Linked DNA regions of Oryctolagus cuniculus: regions 1 and 2 are each linked to region 3. A link is a contact called in public Micro-C data. All regions are on one chromosome and are shown on one strand. Each heading gives the region's core, a stretch centred on a gene start, on an enhancer-like site or on the middle of the called end of the contact. The rest is flanking DNA. Distances are from core to core; before and after follow the strand shown. Region 1 overlaps ABCC3 (ATP binding cassette subfamily C member 3). Region 2 holds the start of LOC100340343 (ankyrin repeat domain-containing protein 40). Region 3 holds the start of RSAD1 (radical S-adenosyl methionine domain containing 1).

What was found. A called contact is a pair of places that touch in the nucleus more often than the background predicts.
Region 1: a contact with region 3 is called in a Micro-C map of ear pinna, with 4 times the contacts expected there. The contact joins the enhancer-like site here to the promoter of RSAD1 in region 3. A contact is called at or near these places in 3 of 6 Hi-C or Micro-C datasets (ear pinna, skin fibroblasts and an unstated tissue).
Region 2: a contact with region 3 is called in a Micro-C map of ear pinna, with 4 times the contacts expected there. The contact joins the promoter of LOC100340343 here to the promoter of RSAD1 in region 3. A contact is called at or near these places in 2 of 6 Hi-C or Micro-C datasets (ear pinna and skin fibroblasts).

What each region holds. Positions count from the first base shown.
Region 1 is chr17:26,562,956-26,566,968 of mOryCun1.1, reverse strand. It overlaps ABCC3 (ATP binding cassette subfamily C member 3), which reads right to left. Exons shown (of 31, transcript XM_008271295.4): 30 at 1,851-2,045. Among named protein-coding and RNA genes, the nearest start is that of LUC7L3, 27 kb to the left of the region's middle. Within about 2 kb of position 2,283, at least 2 of the 8 cell types and tissues checked have an H3K27ac peak or open chromatin away from gene starts, as enhancers often do. A contact at or near this core is called in ear pinna, where this site is marked.
Region 2 is chr17:26,581,579-26,585,029 of mOryCun1.1, reverse strand. It overlaps LOC100340343 (ankyrin repeat domain-containing protein 40), which reads left to right and starts at 1,381. Exons shown (of 5, transcript XM_002719290.5): 1 at 1,381-1,764. The coding sequence starts at 1,631.
Region 3 is chr17:26,385,534-26,389,474 of mOryCun1.1, reverse strand. It overlaps RSAD1 (radical S-adenosyl methionine domain containing 1), which reads right to left and starts at 2,288. Exons shown (of 9, transcript XR_007911506.2): 1 at 2,032-2,288; 2 at 1,512-1,645; 3 at 1,217-1,421.

The sequences.
Region 1 (4,013 bases), core at 1,034-3,533, 180 kb before region 3:
CAAATGGAGCAGGTTTTGGGATCAAACACAAGGCCCTATTCATCTGTGCTAGTTGGGGCTCTGAAAACCTTCCCTAATGAGCCCTTCTCCTCACCAGGGTCAGAGGACTTGAGCAGGCTGTGCGTGGGGAGCCACGGGCCTGCACGCCGGGCCCTGTGTGCGTCCGTCTGCTTTGTGCCAGCTCACAAAGGCACACGGCGGGGTAGCGGCTGCTGTGAAATCTGGGACTGGGGCTGCCAACCTGGCTGTTGCTGCTGCTGCTGGGTGGATCTCCCCCCACCCACGCTCAGCCAGGCCTGGTCCTGCGGTTCCAGCTGCCCATCAGCGTCGCATAAAGTGCACCTGGGACAGGGCCCACAGGTCAGCTCCACCAGCAGGAGGAAGGAGGGAGAGGGCTCCCCCAATCCAGGAGACATGCGATGGCCACTCCCTGCTGAGAGTGGAGCGAGGGCAGACTGGCATCGCTGGCCACTGCCCAAACGGGAGCCTGGGAGACTGCTCAGCCCCTTTCCCGCTACCCCCCACCACCAGAGCCTTCACTGGCATCTAACGGTCAGAGGTTAAGGACTGGATGTTTTTCCACCATTCTCCCTGTGCAGCACAGGCCTGCTGTCTCCCGCTCACCCTGGCTGAACCACCTCTCCTGCATCGGGCGTGCCCTGGGTCCTTTGCCTGAAACTGTCCCCTCCCTTTCTCCTCTCCCCACTCCACCCTCAGCTTTCATTTTGTGCCTGGCTTTGCTTCCCTTGCTTAGCAGAGGAAGTGTCCCGGTGGTCCCTCCAGCCTGTACACACCACGGACCCCTGCTTTCTCAGGTTGGCAGCCTGATTATTTCTACCTGCTTCACCACAATGAATGAACTCCCAGCCCCCAAGGTCAGCCTGAGCCGCCTGCCCTAGGCTGCTGCTGAATGTGCCCTTTTGGGGAGGGGTCCTGGGAAGAAATCCTCTGCTCAGCCTGTCCCAGGGCCCTGCGCTTCTGCCCACCTCCCCTGCTCCTACCGGAGCCCAGAATGGCCCCCAGGACCCCTTTGGCCCTTTTGGGTCCCTCCCACCTCCCCTTGCCCTCCAGGTGTTGACTGAATGAATGAAGGCCTGGGGATGTATCAGCCCTGTGTTCCTTCCACAGGTCTGTTCCAGCCTCCTCTCTCTTCCCTTTGGTGCAGTGAGGGAATGGGTCACAATTTTTCCTTTGGCCAAATAGCCTGTTCCCTCCCCCCACCAACCCTTCCCAGAAGATTCTGAGGGCAAAGTCCCAGTCCTTGGAGGGACCTGTGTAGGGAGAATTGCAGGAAGGTGGGGAGGGGTTGGGCATTGATGCTTCCCAGTCCCATCTGCACATTCCATTAATGGCCTCCAACAATCCGAGAGAAGACCTTTCCTTTGAAACAGGCCCAGAACGGTCTTGAGCATGGCCCGAGGTCACACAGCAGTCCGTGCCAAGCTGGGCCTGGGGCTCACACAATGCTCTTCCCGGGCGGTCGGGCCAGCTGCCAAGGCCGGGACCGGCATCACACACCTTCCCTGACAGGTATCACTATATGCAAGTGCTGTGTGAATGGTACTGAGGAGGTGCCGTGATTCGGCCTGGAGGATCCAGGTCCCTTCACCTTATCCACAGGGGCACAGAGGAGGCGGCTTGTGTACAAGCCACAGTGCCTGGGGAGTGCCAGTGGCCCCTCGTAACTCCACAGTGTCCCTGTGCCCCCGCCCCGTTGCCCAGGTAATTCCATTCTACTGTGCTTCATATCCTGAGAACACCAGGTCTGCTCCTCTTTGCCCCAGCTCGCCCTAATCTGCAGCCCCAGGCAACCCCACCCCAAGCTGCCCGCGCTTGTATCCATTCCCTACCTGGTGTAATCCATGATCGTGTTCAGCCGGTGTGCAATGGTCAGCACGGTGCAGTGGTCGAACTGGGTGCGGATGGTCGCCTGGATGAGGTCATCAGTCTCCAAGTCGATGGCAGCTGTGGCCTCGTCTAAAACCAGGATACGGCTCTTGCGGAGCAGGGCTCGAGCCAGACACACGAGCTGCCTCTGGCCCACGCTGGGGAGGGAAAGGCAGGGATTTCCGGCAGGGCGCCCCCCACCCGCCACCTTCCTCCAAGACCTCCCTCCCACCATTTCGGTCCCTACTCTTCTAACTTCTCCTGCTGTCAGTCATGTACATTTTAGTAAGAACATGCTTGCTCTCTGCTCTTCCCAAACAGCTGCACATAAGCCACATTGTAACCATCTTGCTGAGCCTAAAGTAACACAGCTCAGGCAGTCACCTCCCACCCCCATGGGGAAGATGGGCCAGGGCTGTGTTTGAGGATGAAGAGGCAGGGCAGGGGAGGATCTGGGGACTCCCCGGTTCTGGTTGCTGGGAAGGTGAGGGAGGGGCAGGGTGCATGTCTTCAACCCCTTGCCTTGGAGCCAGAGCCAGTGGACAAAGCAAGGCTGTGTTCCCGGCCACAGAGGCCACAGCACCCCCACAGCCAAGGACAAATACCTCAGTCCTCCCCCAAGGGGTGAGTCACTGCGGCCAGAGTGATGGCCAGGCTCCCGCTCTGGCCCTTTCCTGCAACTAATGACGGTTTTGGCAGCAGAACGAACCGCCAGCCACCAGCTAGAACTCACAGTGGATTTATGGCGGGACTGGCACAGGACACAGGTTATACTTTTAAGTGGCTACCAGCTCTGTGCTGGAGGAGGGGAGCCGGCTCCTGTCTCTGGCGCTGATGGGTGTCAGGGTGGAGGATGCTCTGGGGCAGGAAGTGTTGATGGCAGGCGGAAGAGGACGCGCTTCTGCACCTGCCAGCCCCCAAGCAGGTAAGATGCCCGCGTAGTCGTGAAGGGCTGCCTGGCGGAGGTGGTGGGGGCCGGGAGCAAGCCCACTGGCAGTGTGAGTGAAGAAGGTGGCTCTGATGCAGCAAGGCCAGGCTGGGGACAATCGCCCCCATTTCCCGAGTCCCCATCCTGCCCCCTCGCCAGCTGAGCAGCGCTGGGCAATCAAGTTCATGCTGCGGAGCCTCATTTCCGGCCCCCAGGACTGCAGTGCACATGAAACCAGAGAGGGCAGGCCAGAGTGCTTCCAACACCGCCAGGCGCGGAACACATGTTTTCTGTTTTAGTTTTTGAGGTCTGGGGAGGCCCCGTGACCATGGACTGAACGTAAAAATGGCCGTGGGGGCAGGGGAAGAAGAGCTGACTCACAGAAGTGTATCTGAGCCGAGTGCTGTTCGTGTTTCTCACTGACCCCGGGTAGCCACCAGCCGCATGCAGCCACCGAGCACTTGAAACGTGGCCCAACTGAGATGGGCTGTGAGTTAATAAAACACACTTGGGGTTTCTGCCTTGAATGAAAACATGCAAAATATCCCTAATAACTTTTATATCAGTAACATGGTGTCTTGGGCTAAACCAAATAGGCTACTCAAAGTTATTTTATCTGTTTATTTTTCCTTGTTTTTAAAAAAATGTGGCTACCTTTCTGTCTCTCTCTCTCTGTTTGTAACTCTGTCAAATAAAAAAAAATGTGGCTAGGGACTGGGGTGGTATAGTGGATTAAGCCTCCACCTGCAGCGCCAGCATCCCATATGGGCACCAGTTCAAGCCCTGGCTGCTCCACTTCCAATCCGGCTCCCTGCTAATGTGCCTGGGAGAGCAGCGGAGGATGGCCCAAGTGCTTGGGCCCCTGCACCTGCGTGGGAGACCTGGAAAAAGCTCCTGGCCCCTTGATTTTGGACCAGCCCAATAGCTATTGCGGCCATTTGGGGAGTGAATCAGTGGATGGATGATGAATCAATTCCTCCCTCCCTCCCCCCTGCCTCCCTCCCTCTCTCTGTCCACACACACACACACACACACACACATAAGTATATAATCTCTCTAGCTGCTTTTTAAATATTTTTTAAAAGGTGGCTTACTAGAAAAGATTTCAGTTACATTGATGTGGCTTGCATTGTATTTTTGTGGGGAAGAACCATGGACTACAGTACTGTCCTTATTTTGGAGTGAAAGAAAAAGGCAC
Region 2 (3,451 bases), core at 132-2,631, 200 kb before region 3:
TTATTTGAAAGGCAGAGTTACAAAGAGAGAGAAGAGAGACAGAGGTTTTCAGTCTGCTGGCTCACTCCCCAAATGGCTACAATGGTTAGGATTGGGCCAGGCCCAAGCCAGGAGCTTCTTCAAGGTCTCCCACATGGGTGCAGGGGCCCAAGGACTTGGAAGACTTCTCTTTGTCTCTCTGCCTCTCCTTTTCTCTCTGTGTAACTCTGACTTTCAAATGAATAAATAAATTTTTAGAAAAAAAATTTCAATTGGGGAAAAAAATAAAAAGGTAACCTCCAGCAGAGTTCCAGTTTGCCAGGGGGGTCGGTGGGTGTGTGGTCTGTTTGGGTTCTGCACCACCCTACCACCCGCTGTGTCTTGTGTTCTCTGTGATTTGCTGTATCATAATAAACAGACGTTGGCTTTTCCTAAATAGTAGCCAGCAAAATGCTTGCTGAGCAGCCCCTGGCAGCCCCAAGAGATGGAAATGAAAACTGCATGCCTAAATTCGTCCCTTCCTATTTCATCTCCTCTCTTTGTCCCCAGGGCTGTTTCCTTAATCCTTCTGACCCCATCTGCAGAGCTGCAGCCGGTGCCACATGGAGGATTTCTCCCAGGCACCTGGGCTCAGCAGAATAGCATTTTCTTTTTCTCCCACTGGGTAGGAAGGAGGCTCTGGGCCTCATCAGAGAGATTAGACCAGGAATCGGGCCAGGTGCTGTTTATACATGCAGGAGCCGCCTTTCCCCAATGCCTGGGACCAGGACCCAGAGAACGCCAAAGCTTCTCTGGCGCTCTACTTTCCTCCTTACATGGCCTTCCGCAGAATAATTCATTATGATTTATGAGCAGTAACAAATTACAGTTTACAAACTGTAAGCACCATATAAATATTTCTCCTGCAAAGCAACTTAAGTCCCTGTTTAAAAAGGAGGTCTGGAGTAACAACAGCTGAAATACATATTCTAAACTGAATGGCCCCAAACACTGTCAAAAAGAAGAAAGCACTGCATAATCTACCTCTGCGGTAGCGGGCATATTATAGCACGATCGTTTTCAGTCCACTTCCCCACCCTGCTGGGCAACAATTGGCTCAGATAAGGAAAAAAGAGCCAACCACACTGGAAAATAAAACAGCAAAAATCAGCCCACTAATTATTTTTCTTGCCTGGTAAACAGCCTGTGCCAGAGGATAAGGCCTTTCTGGCTCTCAATATGCTTTTTTTCTCTTTTCATATGTCTATCCTCCTCCCTTGAAGCGGTGGGTGGGGAGGTCTAAAAATAGTCAATGAATCACAACAGATAACATTGTGCAGTAAGTTACATAAACAGGCAGCCCGGCCGCCCGGGCCGTGGGTCGGAACGGAAAGTATCTGGGTCAGCGTTGTCACACTGAAAAGGGTCCCCCGGAGCCGGCCTTCGGGAGGCGCGGCCGGGGAGGAGGCCGGGGCCTGCGGGCCGGGAGCAGCGGGGAGCCGCGGGGAGCGAGCAGAGAGCCCCGGGCCGGGCGCGGGTGGCGGCACGAGCAAGGCTGGGCGAGCTCCGCGCTCCCTCCCCATGGCCGGGAGCGGACGGCGGCGGCGGCGGCGCTGACAGGCCCGGGGCGGGGAGGGCGGGCCCGGGCGGGGGCCTAGGGGCCGCGGGGAAGATGAGCGCCCTCCTAGAGCAGAAAGAGCAGCAGGAGAGGCTGCGGGAGGCCGCGGCCTTGGGGGACATTCGGGAGGTGCAGAAACTGGTGGAGAGCGGGGTGGATGTGAACTCCCAAAATGAGGTCAACGGCTGGTAAGTGGGGAGCGGGGGAGGCCTAGGTCAGGGCAGCCAGCCTGGGGGTGGAGCAGTCGGCCAGGGCTCCGGGCTAAGGTGAGGCCTGGCGCCTCGGGCCTCCAAGGTTGTACCTTCCTGAGGCCGGCTTTAGCCAACCCTCCTCCCCCGCCCCGCGCAATCAAATCCTAGCCCACGTGGTCCACCCTGGGCAGCGCCCACCCAGTCCCCTGTGGCCCCTGGCTAACTTGGCTGGAACATACTGGGATAGGTCATTTTAGCCAGTGTGTGCCCTGAGGCTCACTCCACTTCCAGTGTTTCTGAAGAAGGCAGTGCAGAGCTAAAAGCTTAGCAACTGAGCAAATATGCATCTTAAAACTAGCATGATTTCTGTCTTTTTTTTTTTTAAGATTTATTTTATTTATTTGAAAGAGTTAACAGAGAGAGGTAGAGACAGAGAGAGAGGTCTTCCATCCGCTGGTTCACTCCCCAGATGACTGCAAAGGCCGGAGCTGTGCCCATCCAAAACCAGGAGCCAGGAGCTTCTTCCGGGTCTCCCATGTGGGTGCAGGGGCCCAACCACTTGGGCCATCCTCTGCTTTCCCAGTCCATAGCGGAGAGCTGGATCGGAAGAGGAGCAGCTGGGTCTCGAACCGGCGCCCATATGGGATGCTGGTGCTTCAGGCCAGGGCTTTAACCCTCTGTGCCACAGCGCTGGCCCCAAGCACAATTTCTTTAGCCAAGACCAGAAAGGGGGGGGGAGACCCAAAACACCAACACTTGTGTCACTGTTGCGTCTGTTACTGTCTTACTGCGGCAGGGATTTGCTGCTACCCACAGCTGCCGCCTGGGGTGGGGACTGTCTGGCCCTGCTAAGGCAACCGCTGGCGGGACTCGAGATTCAGGCTAACTTTGTATGGCACCCAAATGATGATGTAGGTATCCGGATGGACCTGGGCAGAAAAAAGTTTCCGCACCCTTGCATGCTGAGGGGAGGCGCATTTGTTTATCCTGTAGAGTGTTTTACTTTGTTTTCTTAACTGCAGTTTCACCTACAGAATTTCATCCAGGGCTTTAGGTATCTGCCTGCAGATTGCATCCTTCCCAGTTAAATAAGGAGTCTTGCTGTGAGCTGTTGCTGGTGGTCGAGTCTAGTGTTAAGTTACTGAATGTAGTATGCTGCCCTCTTTACACTTAAAACTCTCTAGCCTTTTTTTTTTTTTTAACATTTACTTGTATTTTGAAAGGCAGAGTTAGAGAGACAGAGAAACCAATTTTCCACCCATTGGTTCACTCCCCAAAAGGGCTAGGTCAAGCTGAAAGCAGGAGCCTAGAACCCCTTCCAGCTCTCCCACCTGGTTGCGGGAGCCCAAGTGGCATTGGGCCAAAGTCTGCTGCCTTCCCAGGAGTATTAGCAGGCAGCTAGATTGGGAATGGAGCAGTCGGAGCCCCATTGGGGGCCCATTTGGGATGCTGGTGTTGCAGGCAACAGCTTAACCTAGTATGCCCTAACACCAGCCCCGAAATTCTCAAATCTTTTTTATTCTGATGGGATGATGTTTAATCAGCCTGTTTGTTAGCTTAGAATTAAAGTGCATATGCAGACTTTTTTTTTTAAATCCATGGTGTACATATATATATATATATATTTAAGAACTTTATTTACTTATTTGAGAGGCAGAGTTAGGGAGAGAAGGAAAGGTCTTCC
Region 3 (3,941 bases), core at 1,039-3,538:
ATGTCACACGGATACAACACCCTGACCTAACGCAGTACATTCAAAGGAGGCCCCGTGTCCCCGCAACACCACCTCCCAGGCCAGCCAGCGCTCACACTGCCTTCCGCCCTCACCACCTCCCGAGTCCCCGTCAGTCACTCTGCAGTCCCAGCCCTTCCTTGTCTTTCGTGATGCTGACTTTGTGAAGAGTGGCAGCCGGATGTGCCGGCTATCAGCCGTACACCTTTTGGGCAAGAACACTTTGGCTTGGGTATTGGAAAGGGGGGGGCATACTGGATAGGGAAATACAAGGGGTCACCCTGAGAGGAACGGGGTTCTCCCTACTCCAGGGCGTTCGGGAGCTGGGTCTCAGCCCCGACTCTGGCTTCTCCAGTCACAGGGAATGACTCTCAGCTCCCCCCAAGCAAGGTGATTTTTTTTTTTTTTTTTGACAGCCAGAGTGGACAGTGAGAGAGAGTGAGAGAGAGAGAGAGAAAGGTCTTCCTTTGCCGTTGGTTCACCCTCCAATGGCCGCCACGGCCGGCGTGCTGCGGCCGGCGCACCGCGCTGATCCGATGGCAGGAGCCAGGAGCCAGGTGCTTTTCCTGGTCTCCCATGGGGTGCAGGGCCCAAGCACCTGGGCCATCCTCCACTGCACTCCCTGGCCATAGCAGAGAGCTGGCCTGGAAGAGGGGCAACCGGGACAGAATCCGGCGCCCCGACCAGGACTAGAACCCGGTGTGCCGGCGCTGCAGGCGGAGGATTAAGCCTAGTGAGCCGCGGCGCCGGCCAGCAAGGTGATCTTTCACAGCCGGCATCTCTCTCTCCCACATCCTCTCTGCTAGTGAGCTCCTCCTCCTCATCCGAACGTCACCTCCTCGGGAAAGGCTTCCGTGATGCCACCAGAATGAGCTGCCCTGCAGGCTGTATTCTGAAAGCCTTTTGCGGAGCCTTCCCTGGACTGCAACGCCTGCCTCCCCCTCGTCTCTAATCCTGTAGCACCTACCACGGGCCAGCACTGAAGTGGGTGCCTGGCATACACACAGGCCTGTCTGACGCCCGGCCACGGGGCCAAAGGACCAGGATGGCTGCCCGCAACTCCGCAGGTGCAAAAGCGTCCCCCCAGGGCCCACTGGCACCCAGAAGGAGCTCCATGTTTGCCCAATGAGTGGATGCCAAGAGAGAGGACTGCAGGGCAGGTCCGACTGCACTGGAACGAGAGGGTGACGCGGGTTACCTGGAGGCCGATGGACAACCTGTTGACCCCCGCTGCCCCGAAGGCTGCCAGCCTGGAGCTGGCGGCCGAAGTGGGATTAGCTTCCAAGGTGACTTCCGAGTCCACAGGCAGGTAGGCAGCCTGTGCCACCGCCTCCAGGACGGCTGCCACCGTGTGGGGACTGGCCAGACTGGGGGTTCCTCCACCGAAGAACACGGACTCCACACTGCAGGACGAGGTTGGGGTTCATGAGAGTTGGGGTGCTCTCTGGGACGCCTGCCCCCCCACCCAAGTCACCCGGGGTTCCCGTACCCACCGCCGCACCCCGCTGAAGCGCAGCAGCGTCCGCGCCTCGGTCTCCAGGCACCTGCGCACGGCCACCTCCTCCACGCCGCCGGGGAGGTACTTGTTGAAGTTGCAGTAACTGCAGCGCTTCTCGCAGTACGGCCACTGCGGGCAGGGTGAGTGAGGGGCGGGGTGTGAGTGCGGGGAGTCCACCGCGTATTCCCACCCCTGTCGGCGGTCCGTCCGCAGGGGCTCGGCCAGCGAACCCACACAGCTCTCCCCGGGCGGGCGGCACGCGAGGGGGTGCGCCCACCTGGACGCAAGAACACCAAGGCTCGGGAAGGAAGGCATTTCGGCAGCGTGACCCGGCTGCCGCGTTATCACAGACGTAAAAGTCTCCGGACCGAGACGCGGCCCTGCCGGGGCTCCAGGTGCCACCCCCGACCTTGCTGGCCGGCCGGGGAACACAGCAGGTGCGTTTGTCTCGCGCGGAGCCGCCTCCCGTGCTCCTGCCCGCCGCGGGGCCCCGCCAGCCCCGCCCCCGCACTCACGTGCACGTAAAGCGCAGCGCGCGCGCTCGCCGGCTCAGGACGCGGGGAACCTCTCGCGCCGTCCACGCGCTGGCGCCTCTGGGCTGCTCTCGCTGCTGCCGCCGCCCAGCCGCGCGCCCGGGCGCCAGGCAGCGCCATGCCTCCCAGCGCGGCGTGGGGCAGGGACCCGTGCAGAGACGCAGGGTGCGCAGAGGCGGGCGGGCTGCCCGGGAGGAAGGAAGCCGGGCTGCATGACCGCGGACCGCATGCGCCCCATCGCGCCGACGGCCTGGGTCCCGGGGCTGCGGCGCCACCTGCTGGACATGGGTGCCCTGGCCGCCGCCGCTGCCGCCGGCTTGACCTCTGCCAAGGTCGCGGGGCGGGCCGCTGGCCTGTCTGGCTTCCCGTGCTGGGGCGAGTTCCCCGACCCATCCAGGCGCTCTTAGCTCGTTCAGTCAGTTCCTTCACATTTTATGTGCCTGGCTCAGAGCTGGGCCCTGGGGACAACTACGTGCTGAAGACCAGGTCGCTGTACGACAGGAGGGAACAAACCAGGACGGGGAACACAGTAATTCACTATTCAGTAATGGGAGGACTGACCCTTGGGAGACCTGCGGGAGGGACAGTGCCAGAGAGAACTGACTTGGCCAGGAGAGTCGTGTTCCATCTCCTGGGGGGGGGGGGGGGTCACCCTGGGCACCTGGGGCTGGACATGCTGGGGGTGGGCATTTGGTGCAGATTGGGACGCCTGGGTTCCTGAGTTTGAATCCCAGCTCCAGCTTCCTGCTGGTGCACACCCTGGGGGGCAGCGGGCCACTCGTTAGAAGACCAGGATTGAATTCCAAGCCCCTGGCTTCAGTCTGGCCCAGCCATGGCTGGTTGCAGGCATTTGGGGAGTGAACCGGCGGTTGGAAGATCTCGCTGTCTCTCTCTGCCTTTCAATTCAATAAATGAACTGAATGTTTAAAGATGGTGTCTGCAGGGGACACAGGGTGCAGGCACCTGGGAGAGTATCCAATGAAGTGGAAAGATTATGAACCTACAGTCACAACAGAGAGTGTGACACCTGTTCTCCCGGTTGGCCTTGGGCTATGCCAGGTCTCCACCCCTTTTGTAGCTTGTAGAGCTCACTCCAGATAAGGAGGGCCTGGCCCGAACACTCTGGGCTTCGTTCCAGTCTCTCTTAGAAACAGGATGTCCCTTAATGCCTTAGCCCAACATGTCACACAAGCCACGGTATGAATCAGGATAGGCTGATTTCTAGGGTCCCTCAGCTGCTGCATGTGCACAGGTGACACTCCCTCTGTCCCAGGCAGCTTTCCTGGGCCTCGGGGACAAGCTCGAAATCCTTGCTGCTTCTCTGTAAGAAACCCACTTCACTTTTTAAAAAAGGTTTCTTTATTTGAAAAGCAGAGAGAGAGCTTCCATTATTGGCTTCTCTCCCCAAATGGCCGCAATTGCCAGGGCTGAGCCAGGCTGAAGCCAGGAGCCAGCAGCTCCACCTGATTCTCCCCCATGGGTGGCAGGAACTCAAGTACTTGAGCCACCCTGCGCTGCCTTCCCAGGAGCATTAGTAGGAAGCTGGACAGGCATCAGAGTAGCTGGGACGGGAACCAGCATTGTAATATGGGCGGCAGGATTCTCATCCTAGTCGTGTGACCTGGGCAAACCCCGGACCCTCCTGAGTTTCGGTGTCATCATTTGTGAAGTGGGCCCACCTAGAGGATGCTCCACATGTTCATTTTTTTTTTTTTTTATAGGCAGAGTGGACAGTGAGAGAAAGAGACAGAGAGAAAGGTCTTCCTTTGCCGTTGGTTCACCCTCCAATGGCCAGCATGCTGCGGCTGGCACACCGCGCTGATCCGATGGCAGGAGCCAGGTACTTATCCTGGTCTCCCATGGGGTGCAGGGCCCAAGTACTTGGGCCATCC